2 separate regions of the Mus musculus genome follow, and region 2 is linked to region 1. The links are chromatin contacts, called in public capture Hi-C maps. All regions are on one chromosome and are shown on one strand. Each heading gives the region's core, a stretch centred on a gene start, on an enhancer-like site or on the middle of the called end of the contact. The rest is flanking DNA. Distances are from core to core; before and after follow the strand shown. Region 1 has its middle 21 kb from the start of Gm31401. Region 2 has its middle 6.3 kb from the start of Gm31135.

What was found. Capture Hi-C pulls out chosen DNA fragments and counts their contacts.
Region 2: a capture Hi-C map of embryonic tail shows a contact between it and region 1, with 2.9 times the contacts expected there. The contact joins two enhancer-like sites. A contact is called at or near these places in 1 of 484 Hi-C or Micro-C datasets (cortical neurons) and 1 of 9 other capture datasets (embryonic tail).

The regions. Positions count from the first base shown.
Region 1 is chr8:8,099,626-8,107,309 of GRCm38.p6, reverse strand. No RefSeq gene overlaps it. Among named protein-coding and RNA genes, the nearest start is that of Gm31401, 21 kb to the right of the region's middle. Within about 2 kb of position 3,564, at least 14 of the 459 cell types and tissues checked have an H3K27ac peak or open chromatin away from gene starts, as enhancers often do. A contact at or near this core is called in embryonic tail, where this site is marked.
Region 2 is chr8:8,487,160-8,494,843 of GRCm38.p6, reverse strand. No RefSeq gene overlaps it. Among named protein-coding and RNA genes, the nearest start is that of Gm31135, 6.3 kb to the right of the region's middle. RefSeq lists an enhancer at 3,505-6,790. Within about 2 kb of position 4,838, at least 74 of the 459 cell types and tissues checked have an H3K27ac peak or open chromatin away from gene starts, as enhancers often do. A contact at or near this core is called in embryonic tail, where this site is marked.

The DNA.
Region 1 (7,684 bases), core at 2,315-4,814:
GAATTCATAGCCTACAGAAAAATAAGCCAAGCAAACTAGCATTTTGAAGAAGAGACTTGCCAGGTTTCAGGTATATTGTTATATTAGTCAGACGAAAGAAATGGAATTGACACAATGAATTTATATTAAAGAGAGATTTATTAGATTTCACTCTCTGCTAGGATCTAGTTAGTCCAACTATAGATGTCTCATACTAGAGAAAGCCTAGAAATTGCTAAATCCATGAGGCTGAGTGTCATAGCAGATCCAGTTTATGATTGAAGGTCTGGAGCATTCCTGGAGGACCAGTGCTCTTCAGTTCACATTGGAGGGCTGAAGAAGATGGGTTACAGTATCAGTGAGGTAATTCAGAAGTGCCAGCATTAGAGTAGATGAACTTGCCAGCAAGCATTAAGGCAAAAAGGCAAAGCCCACCCTTCTTTCTGCACCTCCCTCCACTGGAAGATGCTACCTACATTTAGGGTAGTTCTTCTTACTTCAAATAACCCAATCAATCAGCAATTTTCTCACATGTTTGCTTAGTAGATTCCAGATACAGTCACGATGAAAACCAAGTGTTATAACCAAGAAAAATGAACCATAGCTTCCTTCCTAAGTAAGAAAATAACAATCATTTGTCAATGTCTGGCTGTCTGTCCACCATTGCACCCAAGCTTCATGTCCATAAGGAATGTTCTCAGGTTGCTGCTGTGCTATGCCCACATTGCCTTCCTTAGCCTTCACTGCCATCTCATGAGCTCTGATAATTGAGAAAGTCTCCTGATTTCACAAAAACACAAAAATAAACAGAACTATGACTATACTTTAGGATGTTCTGTATTCATGCCCTTGAAAAGATAAATGAACAGGTAGGTACCTTAGGGTGTTATATCTGGAGTCACAAATGCTTATGTTGCTTGTTCTCTGTCCTCTTAGGTATGTCTTTCTGCTTGATAGGGATAATGATACACTTCTTTTTTCTTAAGACTACAAGTCTTCCTAGAAAGAATACCACACTCTTCAAGGATTCTTATTGGTACAGTGCATAGCATGGGAAAGAACGGAAAGCTTGGAGAATGCCCAGTGATGGAGAGGTGACCCTTCTGTTGTGGTTTGAATGGGAAGTACTTCTAGGTCTTGTGTCTGAATACTTGGTCCAAGGCTACTAATTCTGCATTGGGAGGCTATGGGGCCTGGCCACAGGTGAGTCCTTAAGGGTGGACTTTTTAAGTTATAAACATATCTGGTTGGAGGTAACTCTTGCTGTTTTCTCATCTGCTAAAATGTGAGGACCACTTCCCTACTGATATTGCCACGCTGTCTTCTTCATGGTGTTCCAATCCCTCTGCCATAGTTAATTTTAATTATCAACTTAACACAACCTAGAGTAATCTGAAAAGGTGACCACAGCTGAGGGATTGCCCAGGCCAGATTGACTCATGTCATGTCTACGAAGGATAGTCTTGATTGTTAATTGATGTGACAGAGGCCAGGCATCATGGGCAGCTTATCCCTAGTCAGGCAGTCCTGGACCTTGTATGAAAGCTAGCTAAATATCAGCTTGGAAACCATCCAACAAGCAGCTCACTTGCCTTGGATTTCTGCACCAACTTGCCTCAGTGATGGATTATGACCAGGAAGCATAGGTCAAACAAAAAAATCTTTCCTCCCTTAGTTGCTTTGTTTGGAATTTTTTTTTTGTTTGTTTTTTTTTGTTTTTTTTTAATCCCAGCAATACAAACAAAGCCAGACACCCTTTGAAACTCTCAGCCAAAATAAAATTATCTTCCTTAGGTTGTTTCGGTGAGGCATTTGGTTACTGTGACAGGAATGGCTGCTGTCCTTTCTTGATTTATATCTTTCAAGAAGGACAGACAGATGAAAGGAGAGCTGCAGGACTAGGAACGGGAACCAGAAAGATGGGACAAAGAATGTTTTGCAAATTTTCATATTGCAAGGAAATGGAAGACTTTACTACACAGGCTTGGTAAAAAGTTAACTCTCCCTCAGCTTTGCATATCCTCAAAAGGAGAAAGTGCCAGGATGAGCCAACTTCCAGGGATTATGTTGGTGATCAGATGCTTATTTGCATGATCTGCAGACACCAAACATGAAATATCTGATGTTCTTTCTGAATTTCTGTTTAGGATTTGAAGAGTTGCATGTAGCATTTGAGTTCCTCCCAGAAGATGGGAGCTATTCACTTCCTTTCTTTAAATCCAGTATGTTGCTAAATTCTTGGGGGGTGCTTAAAATGCATTCAGGTTTCTATGATTTAAAAAAAAAATCTCAAATGTAAATCTTCCTTTCGGAGAGTTGCCATCTCAATTAATAACATATTTATGTGAAACATATGCATTAAGCAAACTTCAGTGTCTTCAAATTTGGGGAAATTCTTGCAAATTATAATTTTAAATAAGAAAAGTAAATCTCACTTCCAATTTCCTTTTACTTTTTCTACCTAATGGCAAATTTTCTGTGACTACTTAAGAAGCACTCTCAACATTGGTGTTTCACATATCTGATGTTAAGAACACAGAAACCTCTTGTCTAGGGCAGCCAGTAGATGTTTTCCAAATAGAGGCTGACTCCTGTCCTCCCTTGGATGTCCCCAACTTGGATACGTTTCTTGAGCATAATCGTCACCATTCTTCAGCTTAGAAGTGAGGTAGCAAGTCTTGGCTTTTCATAGGAAGCTACAGAGGTGTGTTTGCTTCATGGAACTGAAATGTTAGCCAGCCTTAATCAGTCCATCCACCATATTATGGTACAGAGTGACTGCCAACCAGACCATGAGTGGCCTAGCAGTGGCAGTCAAGTTCAATGTGAGATGGAGATGTTTTGTTCTGCTTGGATATGTCCTCTTAGAGTTTTCACGCTTGTCAACTGTCTCTCAAAGGACCAGCAAAACTGTGTTCCTGGCTGCCTGACCATCTTTTTCTGAACTGACATTAACTCAATCAAAAACAAGACTGAAAATTTACAGCTTGCAAACGTAGCTGTAGGCTCCGTGCCTAATTGCCCTTAGCCTTCCCTGCATTTAGATTCTAGGAATTTAGAAAGAGAAAGGGATATTTTCAAGAGTGGCTTAACAAGCATTCCTCAAGGAGGTAATGGAATGACTGTTCATGTTGACACCTGTAAAAATCTTACTTGAAATTTCCACATTTATATTTCATACTTAAAGTGTTAGGGCTGTAGAGAGAGACAGTCTGCACTGATCTTTCCTGAGGCATGGATGTGCCAACTCTCACCCAATACTGATGTTCTCAGATAGTTGGGAACAGCTCACAGAGGCATCTTGCAATCACAAAGGTTTGTGTGTGTGTGTGTGTGTGTGTGTGTGTGTGTGTGTGTGTTTTCAGGCAGAGATACAGAGAGTAAGAGTATCCCATGCTACTGAATAGGGACATTTGCTTTAGACTTCTCTTTTTAGATGTTTTGCTCTTAGGAAATATCAACCCTCTGCCTAGGGCAAATAACTAAATAGCTGCAATTTTCTAGCTCACTCCTATTTTTGGCTTTTAGTGCCAGAGGCATTTGAACACCCATGTTGGAGACTGGATTCTCACGGAGACTCAGGAACCTAGGAGAGCCAAGCTGGTTTAGATCAATTGCTCCCCGTGCTTAAAGACCTAGTAAAAACAGGTTATAATGTTTACATGACTTTTTATGGGTCAGTTTATTACAGTCCTCTTCTATGGCCTACAGCAGAGGACCATTTTACAGGCTTTGCCGTATTTGACAGTTCTATGCATCTGGTAGGGGAAGCTGTTTCTTTTCTTCCTTTCATTTTCTCTGTTTTATTCCTTTGCTCCACACTTCCCCACCTCTGCTAAAGTACATTCTCACAGGCCCCTGCCTGCAAACCATCTCTCTTTTCCCCAGAAACCTGTAACCACACTTAGACCCTATATTCTTTAGATGGAGAAAATTTGCAGTTTTGAATAGTTTTCTATTTTAATTTGGATTCTTAGAAACTAAATGCCTCCAAACAAGTGATTGTACCCAAAGACACTGTACGTACCTACGTATGTATGTATGTATGTATGTATGTACGTACCTACATATGTATGTATTGTATTTAATGTATGTATGTCATGTCCTGTGTTTCATCTCTTCTCTGTATTAAAGAAGGCATTATACCAGAAGGCACTGTATGTGTGTATGTGTGTGTTACATCCTGTCATTCATTTCATCTCATCTCTGTATTTGCACGTTTAGTAGGTAGGAGTGCAAATGTCAGAGCCTAGAAAACCTACTGTATCAGGACCCCAGCATGATTGCTTCATTACTTTGAAAAAACTGCCCTAACGTGTCAGATGCCTCCTCACCAGACCATGGTAAGGGTTAAAAATTGGCTTCAGCATGAGTTGTGCATACAAATATGTTCATTAGTTCACTAATCAGCTCTTATGAAACATCCACTATGTGTTAGGCATGAGCATTAAAGAGCGAGAAAATGAGCAACGATAGTTCTTCTGTTCCTGTTCTACTGGGAGAAAGACATATTAATAAACCATCCTAGCAGGGAAACGTGGAGCAGCATGAGAAAGGCTGGGAAAAGCCCTGTGCTGTTTCAGAGAGATTGGCCAAGAAACAAGTCCTGGGAGAATGTGGCAGTTGAACATAAGACTCAGTCTAGTGTCTGAGTGAGCAATGAAGTTATCTGTGCAAACCATTTGGAGCAGAGAGTTGGGAAGGGCAGAATCCCCGAATGGGAGGAGTCAGGTGCTAACAGACATTTCTCCAGACTCAGCAGTGTAGGGTAAGGAGGTAAGCATGGGAGAGAATTTTAGTTTGAACAGACTGTGTAGGGGATGTGTACATGCGAACATGACTCAGCAATGGAAATAGGGAGCAAGGAGGTGTGAGAAAGGTAGAAAATATTAAACATACATACACACATGCGTGTGTGCCTGTGTGTGTGTGTCTTTCTTTATAAAAGAAGCATTTAAAATGGCCTCTTCATTTGCAACTCATCTCAGGGCAATCTGCAGAGCTGTCCTCACCTGCAGGCCCAGCCTAGTGCTGTCTGTAGGGTGGGACTGGGAGGGGCTAGGACTTCATTCCCCAACTCTGCTCTGCCAATCATGCCTGAAATTCCAACCCAAGAGATGAAGGCTTTGCACACTTGACCCCTATAAAATGCAAACACTGCTGGGAGGGACCATAAATCATGCACAGCTCTGTGAGTTTATCACATTCCCTCCTTTCTATCCATCACAACGAGAAGGGTGAGGTCGAATGAGGCATGCATATGTGCTGGTAGGGACAATGACAGGTGCCTTAAAGTTGGACCCATGCGGCTGATACCCACAGAGGCTGCCTGTCAGGCCAATGAAAGTGTAAAGTGTGAAATGGTGCCTATAATAGCCTTTGTGTGGGGAGCCAGAAGTACCAGCAAAAGCATGATAACATCCAAATAATTGTTCAATAGTTCCCACTTATGCAGTGGCAATTAAAATCATTTATATGATTGGCTTCAGAGAGGCAGTCAGGGAGCTTGGCTTATGCGCCAAGTTGCTCTCATTCAGCTGTTTGAAATAGCAGGCCACCACATCTGTTAAAATATATATATATATATATATATATATATATATATATATATATATTCTCTTGAATTTTTATGAGTTGGACTCATCGCATCTCTGTTTCTGCTTAAAAAAAATAGTAAAAGCTTGAATATATAACTGGCTTCCATCCCCAAGAGTGGGCACACGTATCGTATTACGTGATCCTTGGAAAGGCTCCCTTCCTCTGCAGAACCCAGCCACACTTGGATGTTTTCTTATGCTCAAATTGACTCTCTTTGCCAGTGGTTGGACACAGTGTCACAGTACAGGTGGTCAAATCAAAGTCAGGAATGAACATAGGGTGCACATTTTATCCCTTATCATGAGAAGGCTGATACTAGAAGATAGCCTCTATGTATTTCATGTTCTGTACAGGCCACACAGGCACACACCAAGAAACGTATTCTTTGTTTAGGGCTAAAGAAAAGCTCCAACTCTCACTGTGGCTTTCAGTAGAAGGTTAATTTTTCTTGGAACTTTTAGACAATGGAACATTTTTGGGGAAATTCTGAAACACACATATCTTAGAGTTGGCAGCCACGCCTGCAGTTGTCCAGAGGGAAACAAAGGACCCGGGATTCCCGGTGCAGACACAATAGAACGTAGCACAGGGAGAGGACAGTGTGCTGTGCAAACACTGCCCATCTGGTGTCTCTCGGGTTGGAGCCTGAAACTTACACTCCTTTTACAATCTTAAAAATTGGTCTGGTGAAACAGCTTATTGGATAAAGGATCTTCCAGCCAAGCTCGGATGCCCAAGTTCATTCCCTGGAACCAATGTGGTAGAAGGAAAGAACCAACTCTCCCAAGTGGTCCTCTGATCTTCAGACGTGGGCTGTAGTATGGGTTCTTGTATTCTCTCTGTCTCTGTCTCTGTCTCTATCTCTGTCTCTGTCTCTCTCTCAGTCTCAGACTCTCTCTCTCTCTCCCTCTCTCTTTCTCTCTCTCTCATTTTCATGTAAATGTAAAAGAAATCTTGGAAACCATGTAATAAATAAGCAGAATGGACTGTGGATAAGGATCATGCAGAGGATACTTCATGGAGTGGGAGTAGCATCATGTCGTAGCAGCAGAGGCAGGATGGTGCTCCATGCTTGTCTGGGGAATTGGGTTAACATCACTGTCTTGAGAGTTTGGAAGCATTTTCTGTGGAGTGTACTTTTTCTGTAGAACCATAGGAATGGAGACTAAACATAACATTTTTTTTTCCAGATATGTAAGGTTGACACTTATGGCTCCTGGAATTGCATAGTTTCAAAGGGGATTGTTGCAAAGTTTTCTGGTTCCTTAGAATTATAAATATTCCAGAAGTATCTGCATGATCGAAATACATGTCTGTAAAGTGAGAGCAATAAACAGGCAGCATTTGTGAGGCACACAGCCTCAGTTCCACCATTTCAATAAATTCAAATGCATATGGGCTCACACTTTGTCTGCTACCCCATTGAGCGTTGTGTTCCACATATTTTCTATTCTTTTTGTGACCCTTCTAATCATAATAGGTGCATTATTTTATCTTCAAATACACATATACTAAAGAATTATTCCACGTTTTTCATTGACTTGTGGGTCAAGGTTATAATTTTAATTTTGCGTTTTATAAAATATGCAGTGTTCTCATGTAGGAATGCTTCACAAAATCTTGGGCAGGCCTTATGCTTTGAGTTTGATGTTAAATTAGTAACAGGTTTTTTACTTGTCACAACTTAATTTGATCCATTAAAGTACAACAGATACTTTTAATTTTCTGACCATTTATGAGTGGACAAACACTGGAGAGTCAACTTTTTTTCTGAAGAACATAGTATTCAATTTTTACTTCTTTGTTATAGCTCAGCTATGGTGCAGTTTATATTTTGTATTGAAAAACTTTATAATAGTCAGTCATTAAGTTCAGTTCTTAAGATCAATGGGTCCTAAAAGTTAGCAAGATGCTGTGTTTTTCATAGCTTTTAGATTTTGATATAGGGAATGAGATAGCATCGTGATAGAAATGATGATAGTATTCTGTGATAAATATGGTATGGCCAAGAAGTACCACTGTTGTTTCAGGTCAGAAAAGGGCTTTTTCAGGCTGAAAGGTTAATGTGGAGTGAGGCCTGAACAGTGTGCAGAAATAAGACAGTGGC
Region 2 (7,684 bases), core at 3,589-6,088, 390 kb before region 1:
ACATAGTGGATTACCACTAACTGTAACTACAGTTCTAAAAATTCTGAACCGTCTTCTGGCCTCTTTGAACACCAGGCATGCATATAATATACATACATACATGCATACACTCTCATACACACAAGATACACATAAAATAAATGAAAAAATGTGGATGAATTTCTTTTCAAAGAGTCTTTTTTTATGCAGCTATGACAGAATCCTTGAGACTGGGTAAGTTACAGAGAACAGAAGTTTTCATCTCACAGTTTCTAGAGGTATGAATGGGAGAGGAGGGAGGTCAGGAGGGAGAGAGAAAGTATATCCTCCACGTTGAAGCTTTTAGGGCACGCTACCACTAGGGGGCGTCACAAAGGTTTTTATGGTCAGTTACACTTCTGCTTTCAGAGGGGGTGGCGACGTGAGGGATCCCAGCCCCACATTTACACTGCCACGCCTCCCTGTCATGACTCTGTCTCAAATCGTTCCGTTAAGTTGCCTTTTCCATATTTAGACACAGCGAGGGGAAAGGTAAATTACGCACCACATCAGCTGATGTGGTCCTTTTCCTTGGTCCTGATCACTAACCACCCCTCATTAGAGGCCATTGTGTGGCACTGGGACTTGGGTTTCCACCACACACCTTTAGAGGACACATTCGTACAACAGCCTTCTGGCCTACTTGTGGCCATGTGAAGATCTTCCTGTCTCTCTGTCTTGCCCTATCTCCTTTCCCAGTCTTTCTCTCCTTACCGCCCCTACCCCCATCCCCTCCTATCTCTGCAGATGCTAGCTCGGTGTCTACAGTCTTGCTTTGCTTCAGTGCACTACACTCAAAGTGTCCAATGCATTTTCAACTTCTGTAATGTCAGTCCTGGGTGCATTTTGTATTAAAGTGGCATTTCTCTCTTTTCCAACAGAGAATTAACTCATTTAATTACAGTAAAGAAGATATTGTGATCTGTGTCAATGGTTTTAGAAAAAGATCCTGGCATCGATCTGTTTTTGTTTTCCCTCGAAAAAAATGTTAAATTCAATGTTGAAGACAGAAAATAGGAGATGCCATGAATATTTTAGCTTCTTCCTTTTCAACTCGGGGTAGTGACACCCACATCAAGGAGATAGCCTTTGAGATAGCCCTGGAGAACGCTGCCATCCCGTGCCAGTGAAGGGTTCCTAGCTTAAGTTGCTTTTTGATGACCCATCATCAGATTGGCCCCTAGGACTCACTGATTAAGGGTAATAGTAGGTCAGTCTGGATGATGGATGATAATCCATCACTGGAGAGGAGAATGGGGTCAAGAGCATCCTTGGTAAGGTTGTGTCTACAAAGTAATAAGCTGTCTCAGTAGGGCTGATTTAACAGGGGTGAGTGGAACAGCTCATTTGCTGGCCTACACTGGGGCGGTGAACTGGGGTGACTAACTCACTTGGAAACTAAGAGTTTTCCTCTTTCATTCTAAGAATAAAATGTTTGGGGATAAATGTTACTGTTTCCCCAATATGAATGCTTAAAGAGTTTGTGAATGAAAAAAAATAGTCTATAATCCTTAGACTGAAAAGTATATATACAAAATGTACTCAGCCACTGAAGGCATGTTTGTGTAAAATCCATAGATACCTTTAATCACCTCGAATATCTTTAGTGTGTCTTCTTAAAATAATTGATAAGTGTATGTGTATGAGAGAGATTGGGTGAGAGAGAGAGAGAGAGAGAGAGAGAGAGAGAGAGAGAGAGAGAGAGAGAGAGAGAGAGAGAGGAGGAGGAGGAGAATGAGGTGAGAGAGGAGACAGAGGGGAGAGGAAAAAGGAAAGAGTGAGAGAGAGGAGAAAGAGAGGAGACAGTGAAAGAGGAGAGAGAGAGAGGAGGAGGAGGAAGAAGATGAAGAAGAGGAGGAGGAGGAAGAGGAGAGGGGAGGGTATGGGAGGGGAGGGGAGGAGAGGAGAGAGCTGTGTATGTGTGCCCATATGTGTGTGAATGTGGGTGTCTGTGCACCAGGATATGTCTGAGGAGGTCAGAGCACAGCCTTCAGGAAGCAGTCCTCACCGTGCTTGAGACAGGTTTCTTTGCTGCTGCATAAGACTCTTGAGCATCTGGAGACGATCTTGTCCCAGTCACCCAACCACCACCGACACATCAGATAACAGGTGTGTGCTACTGCACGTGGCTTTTTCCTGGATTCTGGAGATTCCAACGCAGGTGGCTAGGCTGGAGTGGCAAGCAGCTTGCCCACTGAGCTATCATCTCTGCTTGGGATCTGATTTACAGAAACATCAAGTAGCAGGTAGACTCCCCACCCCACCCCCTCCGCCTAGATTATTTCTCTTGTTATTATGGCTGGTTGTATGTTCTACTTGTGAAGAGTTAATGCATCATAGTTACATAGTTTCCATTAGCCTTCGCTCTGCTTACATTCTGAGGACTTTGACACATGTGTAACACCATGTATCCATCACTACTTATCTACCCTACTGCCTGGAAGTTCCCCAGTATTCACCTATTCAGATTTCATCCCCTTGCACCATGGGAACTAGACTTTTTGTTGTCTCCTTAGCTTTCCTGATTGTAGAATGTGTAAGAGGAAGCACGCAGCACACTCTCTTTTGAGGTTGTCTGTTGCATCCAGCCATGAACACTGAAAGTCCCTCCATGTCTTTTTGTGGCTTGAGAACATCTTTCTCTTTTTACTGCTAAGTCATGCTTCCTTGCCTGCATATAGCACAGCTTGTCTGTTCACTCACTGACTGCAGCGTATCTGGATTTCTTCCATTGCTTGGAAATTCTGGAGAAAGTCACTGCTGTAAAGTAATTCTGCTCAGGTTCTGTGAGGATGTATGTGTATGTTTTCCTTTAGGTAAATGGCCAGGACCTCAAAAGTCAGATCAAAAGGTGTAATTAGGGCCAGCAAGATGGCTCAGTGAGTAAAGGCACTTGCTAGCAAGCCTGACACCTGACTCTGATTCCACGTGGAGGGAGAGCACACACTCCTGCATGCTGTTGTTGACTGTCTACAGGTGTGAAGTGAGGTGTGCTCCTGTCCTTGCACACAGACACACAGTGAAAACAGTTTTAAGATTTTAAACAAATATATATGTAATTGTATAAGAAGCTGTCAAACCACATCCCAAAACACTTGGTAATTTTTTTTTTTTTTTTTACCATTTGAGGTTCTTATCTCCTTTTGATAGGTAATTGTAAAATTTATGAACTGCCTATTAATTATCTTACCAATATCCCAAATTTTACAAAATGATCTTAGGTGGGGAAAAGGCATGGGAAGTGTGTGTGTGTGTGTGTATACTAATTTACTTTTTAAGTAAATTTAACTTTAATTTAAATTTCTGATTTTTTTCAGAGAGTTTTCAGAAGTGACACTGGCCAACATTTCTTATTGTATCTTTCTGTTTTGCCTCAGTTTATACAGGTAGCTAAGCCCAGGACAGTAAACTCTTCAGTTCCTCCTGTCTGAAGTGAGCGTCAAAGCTAAACCATTGGGTTACAATTTGTCGGCTCACACTGTGTCTAGACTTCTGGGCTCCAGTTTCAGGTTTTCGTACTTTATCAATTAGACTCCCCTGCTTCCCAAGAGGGGAGCTATCAAAGGTATGTATGTGTCTACCGAGCTGCCCAGCTCCAGATCAGAGCGAAGTTTCATTTTGGTCTGATAAAGGCTTATCAGGCGGAGAGAAACAAAGCAACAGGAAATTGAATGATATGGTTAACTCCTTTTCGGAGGCACTTCCTGCAGACCAGCCACCCTCACCACACAGGTTTAGAGGTGAGATATCAGACCTTGATCACAGAAATGATTTCTACCTTGCTGTCAGGGAGACTCTGGGTGGCCAGTGCCCATTGCCCTGGGTAGGTTAATGGACTGTGAGCTTACCTAGGGGAAAACAAGACTCCACATTCGCCTTGGGAACTTGTCAGGAATTTAAAGATGGTTTCTGGGCTAGACACTGTTAATCTATCAGGGGGAAATGGAGAAGCCCAAGCTTACCAAGTGCAGCTCTGGCCTGATAATGATAACGTACAGGGAACTTCAGCTGTTTGTCCAACTGGAGAAAAAGTAGGGGAGGAAAGAAGAGCGGCATGATGGAGACAGGACAGAGAAAGTAACATCAAATGTAAGAGCTGCACTAGGACTCTCTCCTCCCTCTTCCCTTTCTCCATATTGAGGATGGAAGCCAGGCCTTGTTCTTGCTAGGCAAGGCCTTTGCCACCAGCCCACGCAGCCAGCCTCAGGACTGGGAATCAGGGGAGGAAATGAAAAGACACACGACCTTCATAAAATGAAAGAGAGCCTGGCTACGTGGTCACAGAATGACGTCCACAGCTGGACACCAGAGTGGGAAAACGTCCTCCAGCTGTAGCCAAATCTGTTGTTTTCAGGACCCAGAAGTCACCAGGCCGGTGGTATTGGAGACAGGAGACAAGCGGGTAGGGATTCTCTTACAAGCCAGAGGTCTAGGGAGGCTAGAGTCTCCTCTTTGCCACTGTCCTGGAACTTAGTAGATGAGACTAGTCTCCTGGATGCCCTCATAATTCTGCAGAAAAAAAAAAAAACTCATGATTTTTTATTTTCTTTTCCTGGAAAGTGTAATTTGAAGGATTGTCAGAGGACAAAATTGAACCGTGGTCACAAAGGCTGTGCAGGAAGACCCAGGAGCATCATGGGGCCAGGGCCTTTGGTGTTTGCAGTTTTGTTTCAGGGAGACAAATGCCCCTGCTTTGATCAAGTGTCAAGTGTATGTGGCAAATTCCTCTGTGAAGGACCCCCTGGTATACTGCCTGCACACGCAGGCAAGCTGCCTGCAGGGAGGTGGGGGTTGGAGGTAAGCAAGCATCATTTGTTTTAAATTGCACCACGGTAGAAATCCATGAACTCAGGGCTGCCACAAGCATTCTGGGCACAAAGGAAAGCTGTGCAGAGGCTGCGTCTCTTTTGATATAGATTTTGCCGCCATTGTTCCAGGTGTCTCCGGAGAGAGCTTATTTCCATATGTATAGAGAAACGGAGTGCTTTCTCTTGCCGGTTAAAGTGTCACCGAATGTATTTTTAGCTATACATAAAGCAGCGGCAGTGTGAGGCATCTTACCGCCAGGGTCGCAAGGTTTGAACATCCTTTGCCACTGGAGGAATGCTAATGAGATGATTCTTCATTCCACTTATTTTAATTGCCAAACAACGCTTAATTCCCCACCCCACACCCCCGACTTAAAAAACAAAATCAAACAAATCCCTTTTTGTGTATAGCCAAGTTTGCCCTTGCAGGAGATGGGTGTTGCAGAAAGACCCCAATCGTCCTGTGCAGAAGGTTCTAGGCCTGGCCCTCTCCCTGTGCAGTTAGTGCGAGGTGTCAGTGTCTGCTCCCCTTTCCAATAGCTCGGAGGATGCTGAGAGGAGACGCCCGTGGTTGTCAGAGAAACACGGCGATATATTATTAGATCTTTCATAATTAGGCTTTGCTGATGTGTGCAAGAGCTTAATCAAAAACGTTATCACCCAGCCTGCTGCTGGAGGTGGGGGTTGGTGATGGTGGTGGGGGAATCTGGAAAGTCAAAGGCTGTTCCTCCCCGTGCTGGTTCTGTAAGATAACAAAGGCAAGACAAAGGCAGATGGCTCCTGCCTGTGGTTCTGAGCAGGCTCATGCTTTGGTTAATCACGTGACGTACGTGACAGTGGGTTCAGAAAACCTGAAGCCCCTCCTCGCTCCCAATTTCTGAGTCACTCCACCGACCAGGTGCTGACTAAGGCTGTGGGCTGTGGGAACCTCATTGAATGTGTCTGCCAAGCGTTTCCAGGTAGAGCTTGGCTCCCCGGGGGAGCTCTAGAAGTCCCTCCCTGGGTCACAGCAGGCCTGCCTGACTGCGAATTTCAAAGAGTGTATCTCAGCCCTTAGATAAACCTGGCTGGTGTCCCCTGGCAGCAAAGCTGGGGGAAGACCTCGGGGACAGCCATCCTGCAGCGCCCAGGGCTGTTTGGACAAACTGTGCTATGTTTTTTCTGCCCGTATCTGGGCATGCAGGTGAATCCTGGTCCCGCTGGTATCTTGGCTGGCCACTCTCTCTCAGGCTCTGCGGGGAGCTGGGGGTGCATCCCTGCAAACGCTCCAGCAAAGCTGTGCAAACAAACCCGGCCGATTAGTTGGACAGGCTCACTGGCTCGGGAGTGTGAGCTGGCCTGGCAGCCCTATGCTCTCAACCCTTTCCAGGCTGGGCTTGTTCCCAGAGCGCTCATCAAGGAACACACTACCTTACCCTCTGGATGCTGGGTGCTTGTGCATCTATGGGCAGGACAGGATACTGATTCTTGCCTTGGACTCTTTACATACAACATATCACACATTCATTCACACACACACACACACACACACACACACACACACACACATGTGCGCGCCACTCACGTTCACTACAGACTATACAGCATTGGGTCAGAAGCCGTGATGGCACGAGGCACATAAATTTTGTGTCTGAGTTATTTAACCCACCTCAGAGTTGCACAAGACCTGTGTCCTTGTCTTACACGCTGCGTCAGATAGAGGCTGGCAATTTCTGTGTTTAAAGGTTCAGTTTAACACCTATAAATAACCTGACGTTCTGAGCTTTTTGGGAGAGGCTGCTCAAACTGACTTGACTTTTTTTTCCCTCTCTTCTGCCTTTGGTTTGAAGTAAGAGTCAACTTGGTATAAAGAAACCTCGGGTCCCCTTTGAGGTGAAATCAGAGTGAATCAGAAAGAGTGATTACGCCCTTCTTTAATCAGAGACTCTGGGGAGGATTTTCTTTTAGGAGAGAAGCGTCAAGCCATGCTCTTTGAAAATTACTTTCATATTTTCTTGAGCAGTTCAGAGCAGGGAGAGTTTTAAGAGTTGTCATTTGCTCTTGGATATCAGGCGGCAGCCTCAGCCTTTTGTCTGAGCCCTTCCTTCTGTGTATCCGAAAGGACTTAGCTGGCCCCGGCTTTGTTGTGCACCACACAAGCTATCAAGTGACTAATGCCCTTGGAATCTCATGGAGACATTTATTCTGCCCCTGTTGCTATGAGCCCTGTGTTCTTTTGTGGAACCTAACAATATAGGTAACATATCTAAAGTATGACCCTGACCAAAGGAACTTAGTTTTAAGTAGCAATTGTAAAATCATTGTGTACACGTCACGGGCCTGTCAGGTCCATTCTCATTTTAGTGTTTCAAGTATGTTTGCGCTAGTGACGTGGGCTGATTAACCTGAAGTGAAGTTAAAGCATCAATAGAAAAGCTCACCCACATTCACACTGCAAGTGTTTATTAAACCAGTCTCAGCTACTTGGGGGAAGCAGTACTCCTTCAGGGAATTAAAAAAAAAAAAAAAAGGATAATCAATCAGGAATTATTCAATGAGCTGACAAAAACAGCATTACAGGTCAAAAGTCCCCCTGTTATTTAAAATAGACGATCCATTTTCAAGTCAAGAGTTTTTCTCTGTATTGCCCTGGCTATCTTGGAACTAACTCACTCTGTAGACCAGGCTAGCCTGGAACTCAGAGATCCACCTGCCTCTCCTCCCAAGTGTTGGGATTAAAGTTTATGTTAATAAATAGCTTTTAAAATTAGCATTTCCTGTCTGCTTCCAAAAATTTGGTTCAAATTCTTCTCCCAGTGCTTGGAATGTTAATTTGGTGACTAGCAGAGAAAGTGGTGTGTGTGTGTGTGTGTGTGTGT